Linked DNA regions of Mus musculus: regions 1 and 2 are each linked to region 3. A link is a contact called in public ChIA-PET and HiChIP or PLAC-seq data. All regions are on one chromosome and are shown on one strand. The core of a region is the stretch at or near the end of the contact, and the rest is flanking DNA. Distances in the headings are between cores, read along the strand shown. Region 1 overlaps Gm36408 (a long non-coding RNA gene). Region 2 holds the start of Hpgds (hematopoietic prostaglandin D synthase). Region 3 holds the start of Ndnf (neuron-derived neurotrophic factor).

Region 1 (3,759 bases), core at 872-3,371, 530 kb before region 3:
CAGTATCGTCTTTACTAGAAAGATTCATCTGCTTCTAGTCTGTTTTAGACATTTTAAGATTTAAAAATTTTGAATAATGGCAATGCACAAATAATGAATTTGCTATCTCCATTTGTAGCACTACTCCCTGATGATTAAGCATTCAATTATATGAGCTTATAGGGGCCATTCTTACTCAATCAATCACAAGTGTGTAGATCAATGAATATAGTTCAGCAGTATAAATGGCTTTCATACTAATGTGCAACCAATTTTCAGAACTGAAATTTTCAGTTAGAATTCTTTATCCTTTAATAGCTTCCAATTACCCACTTCCTGAGTCCCTTACAGCCACCATTGCACTTGGTTTTTCTGTGAGATTGCTGACATGTTTGATGGAAATTCAGTCATACAGACTTCATCTCTTCTTACTGGCTTATACACGTTATAGTAGCCTCCATATTTTTGTTTGTGCCTAGAGGGAGTCAGCTTGATAGAGAAATACTTCTTTGTCTGGGCAGCACTTCATCAAGCAAAACTTTTGCAGTATATGTGTGAGGGCTGGAGTCTTGATCCCCAGAACACAAATTTTAAAAAAGTTGGCTACTAATAGAGCAAGCCATGAGAAGCAATCCAGTATGTAGCTCCTTGTGGCCTCTGCTTTGCTTCTTTCCTCCAATTTCCTGCCCTGACATCTTTTAATGATAGACTGTGATGTGGAACTGTAAGCTGAATTAAAGACTTTTCTCCCCAAGTTGCATTTGGTCAAAGTGTTTCCTCAGAGAAACAGAACCCTAACTAAGACAGAAAATTTGCACCAGCAGTATGATATTGCTGTTCGACAGATTTGGCCATGTTGTTTTGAGAAGTTTTATAGGAGTTTGGGACTTTGAGGTAGACAAGCTATTGAACCATTGCCAGCTCACTGTGGTGTTCTATGGGTGCTTAGAAGATAATGCAGAGAGAAATTCGGGCAGTAGTCCTGGCCTTTGAAGATTCACAGTGAAGTAAAGACTCTTTTGGTACCTTTGAGTGATATTTTATAGTAAGAATCTGTGGTTCTGGTTAGCTGGCTGAAGAATTGATTTTGATTGACAAGAGACCAGAACTAGTACAGTGAGACATTTGCTTTGCCAATCGAGGGGGAGATAGTGGCTTAGAGTGGAACCATCCCATGTATGCAAACTTAACCAAATAGGAACAAAGTCACTGAAGGGGAAGATATTGCTACTTGTGCTTCTTGACAGGATGCAACCAGAACACAGTATTGTGCTGTGGAATGACCCAATCCCAGGATGTTCTGGCAAACAGGGTGAAGTCACTTTGGGTTCTGAGGGCAGGATCTCATCTAGATTCAGAGACTCTGGCACAATGGGCAACTGAATGGAGTCATTTTGTCCTTGCAGCTCCTGAACCAAAAGGATGAAGATGAATTTTAGTGGGAGCTGATGAAATTTAAATGTCTTCGACTTGGATATGTACCATCATTTCCTACTACTAAGATTAGATGACACTACTACTAGAAAGTCTTTTGTTTGGGGAATGTAAGCAAGGGTGAGAATTTGAATTCTAGCTTGATATTTTCACATGCTGGGCAAATTGAATAATATCTCTTAGGACTCAGCTTCCCTATGTGAGGAATTCAGATCACACGATTGCTGTGATGTTAAGTGGAATAGTTTACTCACAGCATGTCTTGTAGCATGGAACATACTCTAGAATATCATCATCATTATTCTTTGGACTTGGTTCTCAGGACAGTTGCCTCCCTCCTAGCCTTCAGACTCTCCTGAGGCAGGCAGCACTCTGTCTATTCACACAGAGTGAGTTAAACAAGGTCTGGCACACATCAGGGGTCCATTCATCTTTATCAGTGAGTAGATAGCTGTGGAGTGATGCATTCTGTGGGAATACCCTATTTATGGCCTTGGCTCTCATGCAGACTGGGGATATAGGTGACAGTGGGCATTATCTGGATTTCTGCCTTAAACTTTGGTGTTTAGAATCGCAGAGGGAATTGCGAGGATTTTTTTCTGTGACGTCCTTTGCCTGCCGACAGATGTTACCAGAGCAGTCAGTGCTGAAAACACGCCTCTAGTGTGGCTGGAAACCATCAGTGGAAAACAGTCTTTAAATAAATCTACACAGTCTGTGTAAAGACATAAATTTTCGCTTGGAGGAAAGGACAGGAAGTGAAGTGTAAAGTGCTGCAGCTGAGGGTTTCTGGGTCACCTGATTCCATTGCAATGACAAATCACTTCCTCATGAAAGGAAAGGCCAGAAACAAAATTTCTGTTCAGTTGGATTTATTTAAAAATTTGAAATAAAACCTAAAGTAAAGGAGTGAGCAAGCACACTGTTCCCAGACTCGACTAATACACACATAGTTAGCAATGCTAATCCTTGTGATTTGGACCACAGGGCTTGCTTACATGCCCCCTTTGGGGGACACTATATGTTCTTTGTTACTAATGTAATCTAATTTAAATAAAAAACTAAGAACCAGTTTGATGGTTACCTGAAATATTTAGTACATCAATAATAAGCAATACTACTAAAACTATATACTCTTAACACCAGACCGTGTGTTATGTAAAAGTTAACATTTTAGAGTATCAAGAAAATGTTTGGTGCTTAGGTGCTTTGTGTCTTTGTGTAGAAGTGGTTTGGAAAAAATAAGCACACAGGGTGTTCATATAGTTTCTGATTTGAAAGAAGCCACTTCACTACCCACTTCCCAAAGCAGATTGCCAATGCTCATAACGAGAGAGGTAGACATTGTCTTTTGTCTTCACATAAACACTATAGCTCTGGCTGTTTGGAAATGAGGGAATGAAGTCTTGAAAACAGCCAAGGTTTAGATTAATTTTTTTTTTAAAATTCTTTGATGCCATTTATAGTCTTGAAGTCTCTGGCTAGATTAATTGCACATATTTAGCATAGAAGTACATTCTCTATTTTGTGGCTCTTAGGGAGAGACTACAGTTTTGTTTGTACTTTGCGATATCTTTCAAGTAGAGGAATTACTCTTGTTGATTAATGTATGTGGAAATTTGGAGTCTGTCATTTGATACTTCAGTGTCCTCCTGGTATTGTTTTAGGAGCCCACATGGGCTGTTTAATCCAGAAGAATGAATGTTTGGCCAGCAATAGAGTGGGGTACCAGTCCCAGTACATAAGTAACACATCTCCTCAGGGAGCTTTGATTTCCTCCTATGAAGGCAGAGAGTCTTAATAGTCTCTCCAGACTGATGCCATGTGAAACGTTCATATTCAATCATAAAGACCTTTGAGTATCACTTATCATACTTCCTTTTCCAAGGAAACAGGATACATTCTGGGTGACTTCCTTATTACTTTATCATAGTATATTCTGTCATAGTTTAGAGTGGGTCTGCTCAAATGGAGACCAGCTTGAGAAAGTCCATGCTCCCTATCTCTGCAGCTTTACATGTGAGCAGTGGGAGAAGAGAACTCAGATTTCATAGTCTGCATGATTTAAGTTTAAACTCTGACAGTAATACTCTACCAACATGGCTATAGTGTATACAGTGTGAAGTTTATAGTAAGTGTGATTTGTAGAGGTCTGGACAGAATGAAGGAAACTGGGAGATTCTGGGGCATCAAAAACTCATAGCAGGAAACCATTAATTCACTAGTCCAGAAGAGAGAACAAGAGGAAATGGGCACCATCCTTCCAGAGAAAGTTCTGAAGGAGCCTACATTGAACCTTTAACTCTAAAAAAGAGTGTCTTGCACTCACCATTGTACTGCAGAGCA
Region 2 (3,926 bases), core at 39-2,538, 530 kb after region 3:
TGGATGATCACAGTCAGCTATTGGATGGGTCACACGGCCCCCAATGGAGGAGCTAGAGAAATTACCCAAGGAGCTAAAGGGAACTGCAACCCTATAGGTGGAACAACATTATGAACTAACCAGTACCCTGGAGCTCTTGACTATAGCTGCATATGTATCAAAAGATGGCCTAGTTGGCCATCACTGCAAAGAGAGGCCCATTGGACTTGCAAACTGTATATGCCCCAGTACAGGGGAACCCCAGGGCCAAAACGGGGGAGTGGGTGGGTAGTGGATTGGGGGGGTGGGTATGGCGGACTTTTGGGATAGCATTGAAAATGTAAACGAGGAAAATACCTAATAAAAATAAAATTAAATTAAAAAAAAAAAAGAGTTGCCCCTAGGTATGATTGTTCTGGGGACATGAAAAGCACCGTGTGGTTTCAATGTCTCATTGGGTAACTTCCAGATTTCAGGATGCACAGGCAGATATTTTATTGGACATTTTCAGTAAGCTGTGCTAATATTATCACTGAAATTAAACTTGTGTTATAATTTAAAGCTGATAGATATGAGTTCCTACTAGAAAAAGGTACTCTCATGGAGTATTTGAATCTTGTACACTAAGACTCTTTCAAACTGTGGACCTCTTCCAAGAAATGAGTGTAAACAGAACTCAAGCAACCATGCAAATGTAGTCTTTAAAAGTCTGACCCATGCCGAAATGCTAAGAGCGTTCAGCCATCAGATAGAGATCAGGGTCTATGTGACATGTCCAACAATCCTGTAGAAGGGAGAAAGCTCAAAAGAGGGAACATTGAAGCACTGGATGTTACAGACACTGCTTGTGTGAGGGCAGGGACCAAACAAATAAATCATGCAGTGAGGGACGTCATGATGAAGAGCAAACGGTGAGCAAACGGTGCGTGTGCTGGGGGTGGACGCGGGTGAGAAGGCACGGGGCAAAGGCGTCTCCAGGGAGACTGGGAAATGAAGTAAGACACTTTTGTCTCTGTAAGAAAACGTGACAGGGCTTGTTTTCTCATTCCCCAGAAGTCTGTGGTGTAAGACTAAGAATAAAGAGCTTGTAGCAATCTGTACACACAAGCACCTGTGACTGCGACTTTACTCTTTATGCAAATACGTTGGACTAATGTAGAGAGCTTGTGAAATGATGACAAAAGCTACCCAGAGCTCTTTACAGGCTGAACTTTGGACTCGTGCATCTCATGTGAGAAAGGCAGGAAGGCTTTTAGGTGGAGGAAGTGGCCTCTGGCTGTCTTGTGACTGCCACTCATCACAGAAACCACTGTACAGACAGGAACTGAGACACGGAGACACGGCACAGGAAAGGCTCTCTGCATAGGTAAGTGACACGAACTCTTTCTTCTTTCTGTTTGATTCTCCCCGTCTTCCCCAGCTTGAGACTGTTCGGTGGTCTATATGTTCCATCTTAACAGCGTCAGCTCACTCCAGGCTTTCATACACACATGGTCACGTAGAAATCGGATGACAACCTGTAAGAGCTGTGGATCCAAAAGCTTCTAGAAATTCCCTGAGCATCACCACCCCTGAAGGAAAAAGAAAATCCCATCTTGATCATCCTTGATAACATCTTTAGAACTCTCTTGGTAACTTTCTTTAGAATGTAAAGCAGTATAAATTTTCATTTATGCCCCTTCAACCCTGTATACGTGTGCACACACATGCATGTGAGTGTGCGCGTGCTCTGTGTGTGTGTGTGTGTGTGTGTGTGTGTGTGTGTGTGTGTGCGTGTGTGTGTGTGTGTGTGTGTCCGGGGGCTTTTTTTGCATCACATTCTATCATGTTAAGGCATATTTGGTTGAAATGTGTCTATGCTTGTCCAAGAATTGCTTCCTTCACCATTTGACAGTAGAGATAGTTTAAAAGATTTACTTCAGTTCAGATGGTTGAACTTAACAATCCTAAAGAGCAGTGTAGCTACTCCCTGTGCTCAGGTGTTAACATAAAGCAAGCCTCGAAAGTGGCATTTCTCTGGGGGTTTTTGATAGAAAATAGAGATCCCAGTTCACTGATTCAAAATTAAGCATCCAGTGTTTGAAATGAGCAACTTAGCAAATAAAGTGTCATCTATTTCTTTTTTGATCTACATTTTTTACTCCCTACCAGTAAATTGTCCAGGTCTGAACTAAAACTCCCCTCCCCCCTTGCACTATGAAATCGTGAAATCCTGTACGCTCCATCCCCTAGTTGTTAGGAGCAGTGGCTTCTGTTAGGAGATGCCAGCATGGGCAAGATGTCCAACATGGACAAGATGTCCTGTGAACAGTAGCTCCTCAGCTGCTCTCTGCATCCAGCTCCTGCATTTTAAAATACCAGACTCTACACAAATAGAGGTGCAAACAGTGTGCCGTGTCCACCACATGTGGGGTGGGGTTAAGACTGTCGGCAAGACCAGGGATGCTTCCAGTTGTGTACTCCAGACTCAAGCTATTGCAGAATTGCTGGACATGTGAAAAGAACGTGGCAGGGAACCCCAAGTATCTCTGAGTTCCAGATATCTTTTATTGAAGTGCGAGAGTTCAGTTAGGCCACTGGTGTTAAATAAATTATAAAATTGGGGTTGCAACTAGCCATCGGTGATGACTCTTTCTGCCAGAGAATTGGCTTTGGATTTCTATCATCTTTTAGACATACAGACTACAAATATTATACTATTTTTAACTTTATTACTTTAATCAAAATAGCACAACTGCCTAATCAGACTTAAGTGATCTTACCACAATTCACATTCTATTAATATTTACATTAAAGGTGTCCCTGTTGACCACTCCCACATATTTCTTATGATCAACTGAAATATCGATATTATGAAAAGTAAAAATTGATACAAACCTAATAGAGTGGAAGCACAAAAGACAGACTGCTTCTAAAAAAGCACCATTAACCTATGTGAAATGTCTCCCCACAAGGTTAGTAAATACTAAGAATTTAATCTTACCGTGGCTAGAAGTCTATTTAAGCTCATGTGTTGCCCAAGGCCTTTTCTGCTCAGCCATGTGCTGAGGAAATGCTCATGTTATTTTCCAAATATCTACCTACTCAATCAGAAACTTTGCATGACTTCCCTTGGAGTGTTAAGAAAGAAGATAAACTTTTTTGTTCTCTTCGGGGTAAACGCTATTTTCTCTATGTGACATTCTTACAACAGCATGGGAGAGGAAAGTTCACAAATGAAGTCACCAGGAAAAATGAGGCCAGCATGATGCCAGAGGTCTCCAGCTCTATTCAAATCAGGTCCAGTCAAAGCGGAGTCAAATAGCAGGAGTGGTGTTTTTGTCTGTTTGGGTTGGTTGGGACAAGGTCTCTCCATGTAGCTGTGGATGTTCTGGGGCTTATATAGGCCATGCTGGTCTAGAACTCACAAAGACACAAGTGCCTCTGCCTACTGACGATTGGGGTTAAAGGCATGTGCCACTATGCCCAACTTGGCCACATCTCTTGTGTGAGGCAAATTTGAGTCTAATTATATGCATTCTTTTAATCTTGCCCCTTTATGTCCCTGCAAAATGTTCATATGATCAGTTTTGTTTTGAGGCTTTGTATCTCTAGACTTAAACAAACACCACATTAGCTTATTCACAAGGCATTTCCCACAAGCCCCACTGCCTGCTTGGTGAACTTCTCCCCCAGCTCATCTACTTCCAGCTGGTTTGGTCCTGACCTGTCATTTGAAATTTACAGTCAGGTTTACCGACAGATCTGTCTTGGCTTTTGAACGTAGATAATAGTCATCTCTCCCTTGATACTCCTCACATTATCTGCTGCCATCCTCTTTTACTAAACTGACTGGTCTGCTTGGAATTAGAGGTGTAATATATATGATTGTGCCACATTAAAGAAACAGAGTTTGATTATTTTTTTATTGTTGTTTTTTGTTCTTCATCCCTTTGGGGGAGGGGGAA
Region 3 (3,735 bases), core at 1,058-3,557:
AGTATCTTTTTTGACAGTTTGATTAATCCCATATGCGGAATGAGTGTGTGGAATGAATACAGTTGTGGTGTTGGCCCTTTCAGAAACCACTGTAATAAGAGACTGACATAAAACCAAGTGAGTGTAAACACTGACTTCAGCTGGGGTGATGGCCTTATTAGCACTCTTAATACTTAATAATGAATAATAATAAATACCGAAGGTTCCTAGCACACTCTGCTTAGAATGCGCATTGCCTCTTGCATCCATCAATCACTCTTTCAGGATAATAAAACAATTCAAACGCAGCATCCAATCCTCAGTAACTGCTCCCTCGGGAGGGAGGGATGTTTTATCTGTTTTATCTTCACTTCTTTGAGCTCGCAGAGGATTTTACTTGCTTAAAATGGTTCAGGAAATGGAGTGGGGGGTCCTATTTATTACCATTGATTAACACCCCCCTCCAAGTGTCTCAAAGGCACTTAGAAACCCTGCAGGAGGAGATGGGGAGGTGTGGAGACCCCCTTCTCAAAAACAAAACAAGAAAACAAAAAAACGAAAAAGCGGGCCACAAAGCAAGTAGGGAGAGGGGTAGAGAGAAAATGAGAAGGTTATGTGTTGGAGACCCCTCAGCTCAAGGCAAATAAACAAATAAAGCATTCCTTGGGATTTAGCGGGACTAAAAGAAGTAAACAAACTGCCACCCCAAGTTACTTAAAAGAACTCTGTTTATATATATCAGAGACTTTTAAAGGTTTATTCTCCCATTCCAGGTCTTGGTTTCAGGGAGCTAACGGTCCCCAGAGCAAATAATGGACAGCGCCCTGCAGGGACAAGGAGGAGGGTGGTGACCTGTGGGATTGGAGTGAGCCAGCTCCGAGCCACCCTTCTGCAGCTGGAGCGACCGACTTCAAGAATTCTCACACCTCGGCCTGGGACGGGGAAGAGAGTTTGAGAATGAAGCTCGAGCGACAAAATGAAAGAGCACACCAAATCACAGTTGCGAAGCGCCCGCCAGGGAAGAGCGGAGCGGGTCTGTAAGCTAGCGCTTTAACTCCGCAGGCTCCCTGCCCGCGCGACAAGGAGAAAGGTGGCTCGGACTAGAGAGCTCCGGCCGGCACACACACACTGGAGAGGTCACCACACAGGGTGGCCGCTGTGGTGGAAGGAGGGTGTCCGGACCTCCGTAGCTACTCTGCTAAGCTTCGGAAAGTATGAGCGGGACCTAGACCACCCAGCTTAGGGAAGTTTCTCTAAGGATGCTGGTCTGCGTGGCAGAGGACAAATGAGGAGAAAGCGCGGGGTCGCTGGGCTAGTCCCAGAAGATTCCTTCCACCGCCGAGCAGCCACCGTCTGCATGGAGCCCACCTCCGTGCTCCACTCCGCGAGTCCTGTAAGCTTCGCAGACCCACGCTAGTGCCCCCGAACACCTCCCGCCCCAACACCCAGTCCCGCAGAACTAGCACATATGGAGGACTTTGAACCCGGGGAGAGAAGCAAGAGCCCACCGCCAACCGGCCAAAGTCAGTGTCTAGTCAGGGCTAGGATAAAGCGGGCGGTTCCGGGGTTCCACTCCAGCCCGATGCAGCGTGTCCACCTCCCCAGCACTGCCGCTGTCTGCCCACCAAATACATCAGAGACCCAGCCACAGACCGACCAACTCAGTGAGAGCTGCCCACGTCCGTGTTCTAGAGAGTCTCTGGTCGCTCCTTTCCCTGTGTGAGGATGCACCTCAACCCCGACCATAAACCAGCCCTTAGATGCAAATGCAGTCGGGCCAGGTCCGCACCGGCGCAAGAAGGCGCCCGGGGAGGTGAGATTCGATCTTGCTCCTTACCTTAAAGAATTTGTTTTTTCTAGTGGGAAGAAGAAAGTTTGGTTGGTTTTTTTTTTCTTCTTCCCGGGGGGTGTGTGGTGCGGAAAAAGCCCAGGTCCGGGGATCCTACCAAGATGTCAAATACCAGGATCCACGAACCGAGGGGACGTGCACGCTAGGGCAAATGTAATGCCCAAGTGTCCCAACTTTGTGGCGGGCGCTGCAAACTTCCAACACAAGCAGAAGGCCGGCGACACGCAGCCGCAGAAGTTGCTGCGAAGTGGCGCAGACGGCGGCGCCGGCCCGGGGGTCTCAGGACAGCGCTGGTCAGTGCGGGCGCTGGGTGGCGGGAGGATACTGAACGCGCCCGTGGAGCTGGCACTGCCGGACGACTGGCTCGCTAAACGCCGGCGCGGGCTGCAGAGACAGAGCCCCGTGCACCAGCCACAGAGGCGGCGGCTCATACGCGGCTCGCTAAGCTCTGCTCTCTCGCCGCTCCGGGCAAGGAGTGTGCGCTGGCTCCTGGTGTCACTGCAGAGCTTGAGCCTCTGCCCCTCCCAGCCCGCCCGCCGCTGCCCGCTGCCCCGCCTTCCTCTGCCCGCCGCTCCCCCTTCGTGCCTCGCGCCCTCTCTCCCGCTGCGCGCCAGCGTGCAACACACACACACACACACACACACACACACACGCACGCACACACACATACACACACACACACACACACACACACACACACACGTTCCTTTGCTGCCTCTCTCGCGCATACATTCCGGTCCAACGACCAAGTACTCCTCACACAAGACCCTCGTGGGGTTGCAGTCTGGTGGGGGTTGGGGGGGTGGGGGGTGGTGTCACAGGACACATTGCTTTCTTTAGGTCCCTGCCACCGGGGATGGGGAGAGGGGTGGGAGGGCGCCTTTGAGACCCCCAACAATGATGCACGACTAGACGCGCACGGGGGACCATCTCAGTGTCCAGAAGCCGGGGAGCACAATGGAGAGGAACTCTGAGCTTGGTTAGTGATCTGGAGTGTTCAGTTGGAAGACTGGAGGTTGGAGGAAGCGAGCGAGCGAGCAAGCAAGCGTAGAAGGCGACTCTCGCAGACCGCCTGCCCCAGCCTTCACTCTGGAGCGTTTGCCTCTGCAAATTCAGCCTCTGGGGCTTGAAACTCAGCAGCTGTTTTAACAATTGAAAAAAAAATGACCCTACAGGACCAGTGAGGCCCAGCAAAACTTGGAAATCCATTAAGGCTGACTAGGTAATTATGGTAAGAACTTGCTTAATTAGCAACCTGGCCTGAGCCTGGGTGTGTGTATGGGTATGGAGTAATATTTAGAAATCTCATTTTCGTGACTGAGAATCTAGACTAGCAAGTCTCTTTTCCCTTCCTTCCTTCCTTCCTTCCTTCCTTCCTTCCTTCCTTCCTTCCTTCCTTTCTTTCTTTCTTTCTTTCTTTCTTTCTTTCTTCAGACTCTGGCTTTTAGGGAATCAAGTTCTAAGAATATACTACACAGGATTCATTAATAGTGTCTGTATTGAAAACATGAAAACACTTATCTACTTCCATTGTCACCAAAGCAAAGATAAGATGAAATTCAACCTTATCGAACCCTCATTTATAACTATAAGCTTTCTGTTAAATGCCTTTGAAAAGCAAGCATCTTGCAGACAGCAGTTCAGCCCACTTTCCAAAGTTCTGCTGCTAGGGGGTCCACTACTACTCTAGGTGGGTTTGTTAAATGCTTCCATGCTGTGACATAGTTTAGTAAACGCCATAAAAGGCTTAGAAGGTGCTGGGATACAGATTTCAGTGCAGAACTCTGGAGTATGGTGGAGTCCAGGCAAATAAGGATGGAGGAGGGGAAGGAGGAGAGCACTCTGCAGAGAAGTAAATGAAGAGGCTGAAACTTGTCAGAGTACGTGGGTGCCCTGGGAACAGGGAG

Evidence for each region. ChIA-PET counts read pairs in DNA pulled down with a chosen protein or histone mark. HiChIP or PLAC-seq counts read pairs in DNA pulled down with a chosen protein or histone mark.
Region 1: an H3K4me3 HiChIP or PLAC-seq map of neural tube shows a contact between it and region 3, with 4 times the contacts expected there. The contact joins the enhancer-like site here to the promoter of Ndnf in region 3. A contact is called at or near these places in 6 of 39 promoter capture datasets (cranial neural crest, embryonic stem cells, hippocampal neurons and 1 more) and 3 of 115 datasets of contacts at active chromatin or transcription factors (embryonic stem cells, neural tube and stem cell-derived neural progenitor cells).
Region 2: an RNA polymerase II ChIA-PET map of memory CD8 T cells shows a contact between it and region 3, with 61 read pairs. The contact joins the promoter of Hpgds here to the promoter of Ndnf in region 3. A contact is called at or near these places in 10 of 39 promoter capture datasets (the 3T3-L1 cell line, 3T3-L1-derived adipocytes, the HPC-7 cell line and 7 more), 2 of 484 Hi-C or Micro-C datasets (CD4 T cells and CD8 T cells), 2 of 115 datasets of contacts at active chromatin or transcription factors (effector CD8 T cells and memory CD8 T cells) and 1 of 9 other capture datasets (macrophages).

The regions. Positions count from the first base shown.
Region 1 is chr6:66,198,688-66,202,446 of GRCm38.p6, reverse strand. All of the region lies in intron 2 of Gm36408 (a long non-coding RNA gene), which reads left to right. Among named protein-coding and RNA genes, the nearest start is that of Gm36408, 72 kb to the left of the region's middle. Within about 2 kb of position 2,121, at least 27 of the 459 cell types and tissues checked have an H3K27ac peak or open chromatin away from gene starts, as enhancers often do. A contact at or near this core is called in neural tube, where this site is marked.
Region 2 is chr6:65,142,092-65,146,017 of GRCm38.p6, reverse strand. It overlaps Hpgds (hematopoietic prostaglandin D synthase), which reads left to right and starts at 1,288. Exons shown (of 6, transcript NM_019455.4): 1 at 1,288-1,345.
Region 3 is chr6:65,670,183-65,673,917 of GRCm38.p6, reverse strand. Ndnf (neuron-derived neurotrophic factor) reads right to left here and starts at 2,307. Exons shown (of 4, transcript NM_172399.3): 1 at 1,817-2,307. Gm36144 (a long non-coding RNA gene) reads left to right here and starts at 2,671. Exons shown (of 2, transcript XR_869148.1): 1 at 2,671-3,059.